Linked DNA regions of Mus musculus: region 1 is linked to region 2. Evidence: chromatin contacts called from public promoter capture Hi-C data. All regions are on one chromosome and are shown on one strand. The core of a region is the stretch at or near the end of the contact, and the rest is flanking DNA. Distances in the headings are between cores, read along the strand shown.

Evidence for each region. Capture Hi-C pulls out chosen DNA fragments and counts their contacts.
Region 1: a promoter capture Hi-C map of adipose tissue shows a contact between it and region 2, with 4 times the contacts expected there. The contact joins two enhancer-like sites. A contact is called at or near these places in 7 of 39 promoter capture datasets (the 3T3-L1 cell line, the C10 cell line, cranial neural crest and 3 more), 1 of 484 Hi-C or Micro-C datasets (bone marrow-derived macrophages), 7 of 115 datasets of contacts at active chromatin or transcription factors (the NIH/3T3 cell line, acute myeloid leukemia, bone marrow-derived macrophages and 3 more) and 3 of 9 other capture datasets (adipose tissue, liver and macrophages).

The regions. Positions count from the first base shown.
Region 1 is chr10:67,801,364-67,806,493 of GRCm38.p6, reverse strand. No RefSeq gene overlaps it. Among named protein-coding and RNA genes, the nearest start is that of Gm51769, 14 kb to the right of the region's middle. Within about 2 kb of position 1,658, at least 50 of the 459 cell types and tissues checked have an H3K27ac peak or open chromatin away from gene starts, as enhancers often do. A contact at or near this core is called in acute myeloid leukemia, adipose tissue and bone marrow-derived macrophages, where this site is marked.
Region 2 is chr10:67,287,180-67,292,811 of GRCm38.p6, reverse strand. Gm46200 (a long non-coding RNA gene) reads right to left here. Exons shown (of 3, transcript XR_001779690.1): 2 at 67-202. Among named protein-coding and RNA genes, the nearest start is that of Gm46200, 4.6 kb to the right of the region's middle. Within about 2 kb of position 1,496, at least 34 of the 459 cell types and tissues checked have an H3K27ac peak or open chromatin away from gene starts, as enhancers often do. A contact at or near this core is called in acute myeloid leukemia, adipose tissue and bone marrow-derived macrophages, where this site is marked.

The DNA.
Region 1 (5,130 bases), core at 409-2,908, 510 kb before region 2:
AAAGTATAGTGTGGTGCCATGTTTTTTTCTTTATCGTGGGCAAAGATAAAGTGGTGTTTCAAAACAGGCGAAGGGCACACTTACACACTGTTCACACGGCTCAAAGGACTTTGATGTCTCAATTCTGCTGCCTGGCCTCATCCTACACATGAACTCGAATCTTACTGTTGGAAATAGGGAGAGATCAAAACCTACCCAGGTAGTCATAGAAAGGGAGGGGACTGAGTAAATAAGCCACACTGTGGTCTCAAAAGTGCACGCCATCTCTGTCCAGATCAGTGAGATGCCCACTGACAGGGAACGTTTGCCAAGACGTGTTAAGTGTAAAAGAAAATAAGCCAGTGCAGAGCATCATCTGATGTAATAAACGTGTGTTAAGTATGATGCAATAAATGTGTGTTGAGTATAGTGTTATAAACGTTTATTGAATAATCCTGGAGTTCTCGGGATGAATGGAGGTTGCTCTTCTTACAGCAAGAGCTTGGGAGACCCTTTTCTTCGCATGCACCTTCCAAATCATATGCTTTCTGCTTGATTCATTCATTCGAAAATTTGAATGATGTTTTTTTCAAAAGTCATAATAGATGTCTGTGTCAGGGCTGAGGAGATAGATGGTTTGGTGGCCCAAGGGCTTGGCTGGCAGACGCTGGACATACGTTTGGATTCCAGCCCATAGGTACAAGTTAGATGTGGTGGTGCGTGCCTGTAATCTTAGAGCTATCAAGGGCAGGTCTCTCGGGCTTGCTGGCTAGGCAGCCATGCCTCAGTGATGACCTTCAGACTCAGTAAGAGATTGTGTCTCAAAATGTAAGGCGAAGGGTGGCAGAGGAGGACAGCAGATGTTCACCTCTGGCCTCCAAATGCACCTGCATAGTCAGGAACACTCACACGACTTGTGCACCACAACACACACACACACACACACACACACACACACACACACATACACTTGCACGCACACACACAGATGTATGGAAGGCACATGGGAATTGACCAGAAAAAACTCAGTGGATCTGGCCTGCAGAGACCTCACGGAGACTCTTGGAAAGATCAGAACCCTCAGAGGTGGAACGTTTTTTTTTTTTGGAGCCTGCTGCCAATTCCCTTGAAAATCCACCAGATGGCACACACACAAGAAAATGCTTCTGGGAGGAATTTGGGAGGACTAGGTACCAAATCAGGGTTGGTGCAGAAAGAGAGCTCGGGCAAAGCAAACCTCTCCACACTGAGCCCTGGTGGTGCACAGACCCCAGTCCAGCCGTGGACCTTCAGAGAAGCAATGTGTCACAGGGCAGCTGAGTGAGATCTGGGACTCTTGGTGCTATGTTGACTCTTGGAATCACACAGTCATCTGCCAATCACAGTTTCTGTATGGATGTCTTCTTGAAGGTTCATGTCTCCACTGTAGAATCTTTTTCTTCTTCTTTTTTCTTTTTTTTTATTTTTGCATCTAATCTTTATGAGAAGAGGTATTTGTTTTTTGGTAAGCCACATTTCTTTAATTAAAGGAGGAGCGTTGGAGTGACCCGCTGCAAGAAGAGAAAATGCTGGTTTCACAACATGCAGTATTTATGAGGGGCTTTGCCCGTGGACGGCTAGGAGAGGCCAGCCCCGCCCAGTTGCCTGCTGCCTCCCGGGAGACAATTACTGTCCTGCATAACAATTTGAAGCAAATTTCGGATGTGGTCGAGGAGAGCCGTTGAGGCCCTCTCTCCTGCAACCGTTTCTGCTTAGATTTCTTAATTATTTCCAACTACTTCCTTTTTCTGGGCCTGTGGCCTTTTGAGTTCTGCGGGGTCCTAGACAGCACAAGCCTCCATCTTCCCCCAGTATTTCCGGGGGTAAGTACTCTGGAAGAGAAGAACCCCAAGCCAAGTTCACCCATTACACAGACACATCCCTGACACCCCCCTCCCCTCCCACTAAGAAGAAAGGCAGCCCCTCACCAACCCATTCAGCAAGGCTCTCCTACTCTCCCTCCACACCCAGAGGACATCCCTGGTTGGCTATGAGTCTCCACATGGAGAGTCTTGGCAAGTGGCTTTTCTCTCTCACTTTCTTGCTGTGTTATGTCCAGTGGGGACTCCCAGAAGATTTTTGTATGGTAAGATAGGGCTTCGTAAAACGGAAGTAGCTGTGTGTAGTAGCATCCAGCCTGTAATCCCAGCACTCAGGAGGCAGAGGCAGGAGGAGTTTGGATTCAAGGCCAGCCTATGCTACCCCTGGAGACTTTGTCTCAAAAGACCAAGACCTGAGAGTGTGGCTCAGGAGGTGTTTTAGGGACACTTCCAGTTGCCACACTGGAGAGTGTCAGTGCTATTGCCCTGTGGGCAAGGTTGGTAACATGGAAAACATTAGCAGCAAGCAGTATATTGGACCAAGGGTAACGGGCCGGGTGTCAGGGGGCAGGGGGGAAGGGTGTGTCGCACCCCAGCACCGTGTTCGGGGGTTTAGGATGTGCCACATATCCTGACACTTTCCAAGTGTCTTGAGAACCAAAATTATATAGTTAAAAGAATATTGTGGTAGGCAAAGAGGGTTCACATCCCTGGAGCACCAAAAGACAGAAGCCCTGGCAGAACCAGCTGGTACCCTTGAACTTGTGTCGGTTATAAATGAAGTCTATGGCAGAGCTAGAAAAGCCCTTGATGGTGGCTTTGGCGATGCTGATAGAGAGAGAGCCAGGTTATCTTGAATCAGTGTGGCCAACCAGTGCCAGTCAGAAGCCATTACTAATCCCCTGACCCAGGTCAAGAGGAAGCAAAGCTCTAACTAAAGCGCTGGCTCTCCATAACGCTGCGAAGACCTTGGAGTGAGAGCTTCTCACAGCATGCTGACAGAGGCCCCAGAGGTCTGCCTTGCCAAAAAGCACACACCAAAGCCAACACCTCCTTTCCCAATCTCAAGCTCCAATTATTTGCGTTTTAAAGCTCTTATTTCTTGATTTATATTTTATTTATTTCATTTGTGTGCAGGTATATATGTATGTGCCTATGCGTGTGTGCATGTGTGTGTGTGTGTGTGTGTGTTCATCCACACTCAGGTATACACAGAGCCTGGTGGCAGACCTTTGGGTGTCCTGCTCGATGGCTCTCTTTATCCCTTGGAGACAGGGTTTCTCACTGAACCTGAGGCTACATTGGCAGCTTAGCTTGCAATCCCCCTGTCTCTGTCCCCTACAGCACCAGGGTTACTGGCGCACACAGCTATGCCCAGCTTTTTGACATGAGTGCTTGGGATTTGAACTCAAGTCCTTACAACAGGAAGCAATTTTACCTACTGGGTTATCTCTTATCTTCCAACACTTTATATTTCCCTCACGGGTCCACAGAACCAAGCACAGGTCCAGGTCCACATGCTGTACAGCAGGTATTTTTTCGACAGACCATCTCTCAGCCTTTCTTTCCTCTTGGAATGGACTTAAATACATGGTTATTACCAAGCCAGGAACTAGAGCCTAGTTCTCTCTAAACCACCCTGCCAGATAACCTTTTGTAAAGGTGACCTTCCTTACATTTTCCCTGGGTTGTTCTTGGATTTGATTTGATTTGGTGTTTTGTTTTGTTTTGTTTTGTTTCAAAGGTTGAGGGGTGGGAACAGCAGTCAACCTATAGGGCGTGAAGAACTTCTTCAATGAAAAAGGACTCGCAAAGCCCTCTGGGATATCGGTACCACTCGTTTTAAACAGGAAGAAGCAGACTTGGAGAGATTTGCTGACTTGCCCACAGACATCTTTTGCAAATTTGAAGCCAGAGTTAGGATTCAGCCTTACGTGCCATCTCTACTGGGGCAGTACTGTGTAAAGGTTTCCAACAGCCCAGGGAATAGGGGCATATCACGTGACATCTGTCGTTACCCACCAGACGTACTCTGCCAGAGAGAGAGAGAGAGACAGAGAGACAGAGAGACAGAGAGACAGAGACAGAGACAGAGAGACAGAGAGAATGAGAATGAATGACCAAATGAACTTCCTCGTCCAGTCTCCAAGCAAGTTTGCAAATCCTCACTCTCTCTGTTCATTTTCTCCCCACAGCAAGCCCCTAGATGCTCTCCATTGAAGACGTCTGGTCCTCATTGTTTGGCCTCCTGTTTCTCAAGCTTGTCTTGCACGGATGTTACACAATATCGATTCAAACTCTGCTGAGTGGGTGCGCTATGTCTGTATGTGATATACTTTTGAAGAAGTTCATAGAAATGATGAGGACACATGGAGCAAGGCAGTTAGAGCCATCGGATGGACAGAAACGTCCAAGAAGAGAGTCATGAGGAGCAAGGGCCCATGTGCTGAACGGTGCTTGGGCAGAAGGCTTTGGCTGGAGTCCTGCTCCAGGGCACATGCTAACAACGGTTCTTACCTGACTCTGGAATTCAGCTTCCCCATCTCTAAATTGAAGGTTAATCTTTGGGATATCTTTGAATTTATTTTCCATAATCATTCATTTTCTCGAGGAGGTCCAGAAGCTAGCTCCATGCACAGTTGTTTTCTGTTTATGTTTTTTTTTAATGACACACTAATGATTTTTCTTAAAATTCCTTTGAAAGCATTTATGTGTGCCTGTCTATTAGTGTATATGTACACATACACACTGTGGTGGTGTATTAGGAGGTGTGGCCTTGTTGGAGTGGGTGTGGCCTTGTTGGAGGAAGTGTGTCACTGTGGGGGTGACCTTTGAGATGCTCCTTCTAGCTTCCTGGAAGACAGGAGTCTTCTCCTGTTTGCCCTCAGAACAAGATGTAGAACTCTCAGTTCCTTCAGCGCCATACCTGCCTGAATGCTGCCATGCTTCCCACTGTGATAATAATGGACTGAACCTCTCAAACTGTAAGCAAGTCCCAATTAAATGTTGTCTTTATAAGGACCTGGTTATGGTGTCTCTTCCCAGCCATAGAAACTAAACTAGGACACACACACACACACACACACACACACACACACACAAACACACACACACACACACACATACACACCGATGGAGGTCAGAAGAAGGCATCAGGTCCCTGGGATCTGGAGTTACAAGAAGTAGTTAGGTGTCCAATCTGGGTGCTGGAAACCGAACTCTGATTCTCTGTAAGAGAATCCACCATTCTTAGTCATCCATCCTTGAATAGTTTTATTGGTAATTTAGTATT
Region 2 (5,632 bases), core at 247-2,746:
TGTCTCATCTCCCTTAAAGACTGAAGGCAAGAGAGATAAAAGTGATTGTCTTAAACATGCAGCTACCTTGGAATCCAGAACAGTGAAGCCCACCAGGACAGATGGAGAGGCTGTGCCCTGGATGGAGAGCAACCATGTTCTGGGATCACTTGTTGAGGGTCCTCGGCTTTCTCCCCCAAGCACGCAGGACTTCTTTAGGCCACTGTGCAGAACAAAGCAGAGATGACCATCAAGGACGTAACATGTTGACTCAGACTACTTAATTACGCAGGCCTCTTGCCCTTTACCTCATTCTTTCTTTGTTTAAAATGTTCATGTTGATCCCTCAAGATGGACTCGGGATCACTGAACCCCATTAGTGATTCCCCACGTGGCCACCGTGTTAAATCTCCTTCCCCTGGCTTTTCACAACCTTCAGCTCCTTCACTGGTTACTGGGTCAGTAAACAAGGCCAGTTCTTTCCAGGGCTGGGGTTTTTCTCTTAAAATGCTGATTATGGAAGTGTTCATAGATAGTCATCATATTGTTTTTTTATATTTATTTATGTATTTATTTATTTATTTATTTATTTAATGTATATTGGTTTATTTATTTATTTATTTATTTAATGTATATGAGTACACTGTAGCTGTAAAGATGGTTTGAGCTGTCATATGGTTGTTGGTAATTGAATTTAGGACCTCTGCTTGATCCGGTCGGCCCCACCCGCTCCGGCCCAAAGATCTATTTGTTATTATAAATAAGTACACTGTTGATGTCTTCAGACACAGCAGAAGAGAGCATCAGATGTCATCATGGGTGGTTGTGAGCCATCATGCGGTGGCTGGGATTTGAACTCAGGACCTCTGGAAGAGCAGTCAGTGCTCTTACCCACTGAGCCGTCTCGTCAGCCCCAGCCATTATATTGTAAATCAACATAATTAAAAAATAACTGAAAGGTGCCATTCATGGATCCTGATGGGAGCCAGCCAGGAATCAAGGGCTGTTTGTAGCTTGTTCAAATTTGTGCCTTGACATCACAGAAAGGGCACATATATGACCTCATGACGAGAATGGCAAGAGTTGTCACGAAATACACCTCCCCAATACTCTTAATTATTTATACATTTACAAAAATTATTTTCCTGTAAAATTCAGCCAATAATTACAATTTTGATTAATGAGATATTTGCTCTGTGATCATGAGAAACTCAAAAGAGCTCTGGGGAGAAAAAGCACTTTAAATTGTGATAAGAAGAAGAAGAAGAAGAAGAAGAAGAAGAAGAAGAAGAAGAAGAAGAAGAAGAAGAAGAAGAAGAAGAAGAAGAAGAAGAAGAAGAAAATGCAAGCAGCCAGTTGCTCCAATTACTTTACATCCTTTCTCAGACTGTGGGTTGAAAGAGAACGAGGTCATACAAGGATGAGAGAGCCAAACAAGCAAAGCCCTGCAGACTGGGGAAGAGGGCAAAGAGAACTGGGCACAGACAAACCCGAGTGTCTCAGAGCCGGTTCTGGCCAGGCTCTGTGTACGTGTGAACATTCTTGGCCACAGCCCTGATGTCCTAACAGCCCGGGTTTCACCATCCGTCTACTGAGGCACCTGGAACAAATAAATGTCAGAGGCAAATGACGAAAACACGATAAAGTAGAGAGGCACACAGTGCAGTCATCCCTCTCCCTGACCCTGACACTTTATTTTCTGCTTTTTGAACCATGTGCCTACCTAGTTCTGAAATCAGACACCAGAAGACAAATCCTTGAAAGAGAATCTCGAAGGTAGAGAGAATATTTTTAAAAGTCATTTCAGAAGTGAGGTGTATGAGCCAGCGGTGGTGACAGGGACCTACGATTCTAGTGCCTGGGAGATAAAGGTTGGGGGAGAGGAGGAAAAGGTGGGAGTGGGGGATTAGGAGTTCACGGGCATTCTCAGCCATTCACTGATTTTGGGCTTAGGCTGGGTAACAAAAGGTTAAGTTGTCTCAAAACTAAAAAAGGAAATGAAAGGAGAGGAAGAGGGGCACCCATATGACCATAAGAGTGGAAGTGTGGAGTGAAATCTGTAAGGTCAGGTGAGGTCAAACACGCTCAGTGCAGTATGATGGCCACCAACTAGAAAATTCATCCTGCAGAAAATCCATACTGCATCCACAATGTCAGAGCTCAAGAGCCCAGGCTTTTTGGTTCAAGGCTGTGGTGGTCTGAATGGAAATGGCCCCCATAGGGCTCGAGAGGTGGCTCAGAGGTTGAGAGCACTGGCTGCTCTTCCAGAGGTCCTGAATTCAGGTCCTAGCAACCACATGGTGGCTCACAACCATCTGTAGTGGGATCTGATGCCCTCTTCTGGTGTGTCTGAAGACAGCTATAGTATACTGCATACATTAAATAAATAAATATTTTTTAAAAAGGAAAGGAAGAAAGAGAAAGAGAGAATTAAATAAATATTTAAAATATTAAATAAGTAAATATTTGTTAAAAAGGAGGAAGAGAGAGAGACAGAGAGAGAGAGAGAGAGAGAGAGAGAGAGAGAGAGAAAGGAGGGAAGAAAGAAAGAGCCGTCATCCCCCACCCCTCCTGTAGGTTCACAGGAAGTAGCCACTATTAGAAGGTGGGGCCTTGTTGGAGGAAGTGTGTCACTGTGGGGACAGGCTTTGAGGTTTTACATGCTCAAGCTACACCCAGTGTAGAACATGGTCTCCTGCTGCTGCTTACTGATCCGGATGTAGAACTCTCAGCTCCTTCTCTAGCACCATGTCTGCCTGCATGCTGCCATGCTTCCTGCCATGAAGATAATGGACTGAACCTCTGAAACTGTAAGTCAACCCTAATTAAAAGTTTGCCTTTATAAGAGTTGCATTGGCCTGGAGAGATGGCTTAGCGGTTAAGAGTTGCCTCAGCAGCTAAGAACACTGACTGCTCTTCCAGAGGACCTGGGTTCAAGTCCCAGCACCCATATGACTGCTGACAACTATCTGTAACGCCAGGATCTGATAACCTCACAAAGGCATTCATACAAGCAAAACACCTATGCACATAAAATAAAAATAAATTTAAAAAATTATTTTTAAAAAAAAGTTGCTATGGTGTCTCTTCACAGCAATGGAACACTAAGACAAAAGCCATTTTAGGCTACATGGACTATCTTAAGATAAACAAAGGCTGAGGATCTGTCTCAGGAGTACTTGGCATAGCATTTGCAAAGCGGCTCAAAGAATTAGTTCATTGCAAACAAACAAACAAACAAACAATCCTACTTTTGCTATGATGGTTCATCCCTGAAGCCTCCGCTTAGATTCTCAGGATGGTAGAGCAGCTGCCCTGTTGTAGGGTTTTACTGCTGTCAACAGACACCATGCCCAGTGTCTTATAAAGGGCAACATTTAATTGGGCTGCAGATTCAGAGGTTCAGTCCATTATCATCAAGGTAGGATCAGGGCACCATCTAGGCAGGCATGGTGCAAGAGGAGCTGAGAGTTCTACATCTTCATCTGAAGGCTGCTGGCAGAATACTGACTTCCAGGTAGCTAGGATGAGGGTCTCAAAGCCCACGCCCACAGTGACACACCATCTCCAACAAGGCCACACCTCCTAATAGTGCCACTTCCTGGGTCAAGCGTATACAAAACCATCACACGCCCTCTGTGTCAGTCTTGTCTAGTTAGGATGCCTTCAGGAATACAGAAGGACTGAATTGATTAGTGGTGTACAAGAGTCATGATATCTATGGAAAATACTTTTAACAGAAGCTCTGTGTGTGTGTGTGTGTGTGTGTGTGTGTGTGTGTGTGTTGCATGTATGTGTTCTTGTGGGTGCATGTACGAGTTCATGCCTGAGCTAAATGTGGTATCAGATGTCATCCTCAGTGGCTATTATTTTTTTTTTCTTGAGAAGTGGGGAGTAGGCTCTGGGGATCTGCCTGTCACCCTCCTCCATGCCAGTACCGGACTGACAATGGCAGGCCATTGCATCGGATTTTGTGTGGATGCTGGGGATCTGAACTCAGGCACTCAATCTTTTCTGGTGGGCATTTTACACACTGAGCCATCTCTCCAGCCCTTAAAGAGAATCTGATTAAGGCACTTCAGTGCTACAAAAAGCCTGGAACAAAATAGAAATGAGGGGGAGTCTGTATGATGGTACACATTGATGATAGCCTCCATTACTGATGAGGCTGAGGAAGGGGCAGCACTCGAGCTCAGGAGTATGAAGCCAGCATGGGCAATATACTGAGACCCCCAACACACACACACACACACACACACACACACACACACTACTAAAAACATATGAAAGAGAATGTGTAGCTTTAAGGGACTTCTCATGTACATGTCAAATCAACAGGTGAAATGTTTACAGATGGGAACCAGGAAGCCCTATGGTCTGCCACCAGCTATGAGGCCCAAAGACACCTATGACTTTTGAGTGAGTGTTTCTGCTTCTCTGTTTGAGAAACATTAAGCCAGGTCCAAACTGGTAGAATCAGACCTATCTACCTTCATTTGACTGACTCTCTCAGGTTTCAGTTTACTGAATAAGAGTATGAAAGTCTACTTTCATTGGCTTCCCCTCTGTTGAACTTGGTGGAACACAATGCCTGGCTGCTGTTTAACTTGGCTTTGTTCATCCTGGCTCCTGCTGGAGCAACTGGACCACTTGGCTCAGAGTCCAAGGAGCTGCAGCCTGCTGGCTTCCCCACTGAGCCCCACCCCCCTGCATGCTGGGTCTTGCCCAGTCTGGGTTGTAAATAGTTCCTGGCACATACCCTGGGGAGAACACAGTGACTAACAATAGCAACTCTCTTTTTAGCTTGAATCTTGTAGAACTTGGGGCGTGAACTTGCAAAAACCAAAAATAACCTAAGGAATTGCACCGGGTTACCCGAAACAGTCTATGTCCATTATTGCCAGCATCACATGTTATTCCAACAGAGACTTAACCACTGCTGGTGAAAAGAGAAGCAGGCCTATAGCCAGCCAGACCTAAATTTAAAACCTAGCTAGGCTGTTGAATCTTATAACATCAGGCCAGTCTCTAAGATGAGTCTGTTGGGATTGAATGAGTGGGCATAAAAATAATTGCTGGGGAACTGTCTTAGTTTGGGTTTCGTTGCTATGAGGAGATACCATGACCATGGCAGCTCTTATAAAGGACAACATTTAACTGGGGCTGGCTTATAGTTTCAGAGATTCAGTTCAATAGCATCATGGTGGGTAAACATAACACTGTCCAGGAAGGAATGTTGCTGGAGAAAGAGCTGAGTGTTCTGCATCTTGACCTTATTAATTTAATAAGATTTAACAATTAAATTATTTAAATATTTTTAAAAGTCCTGCTTTTCAGTTTCATCATCTTGGGAGAGTCTCAAATACCATGCCACCAGTCTATGTCACTGTTTCAGTTTCTTCTCTGTTGTTATGATAACACCTTGACCAAAAGCAATATTGTAGTGGGGGGGGGTGGGTTGGGGGGAGGTTGGTTGGTTTACAATCCCAGGTGGCAGTCCATCACTGAGAGAAGATGAGTCAGGAACTCAAGGCAGGGACTTCTTCAAGGTAGGTCTGCTTGCTATTCTCAACAGCATTACCTCTGATGGAGGAACTTACTTCACAGCCAAAGAAGCAGAGCAGAAACCATGGAGGGCACTGTTCTCTAAGCT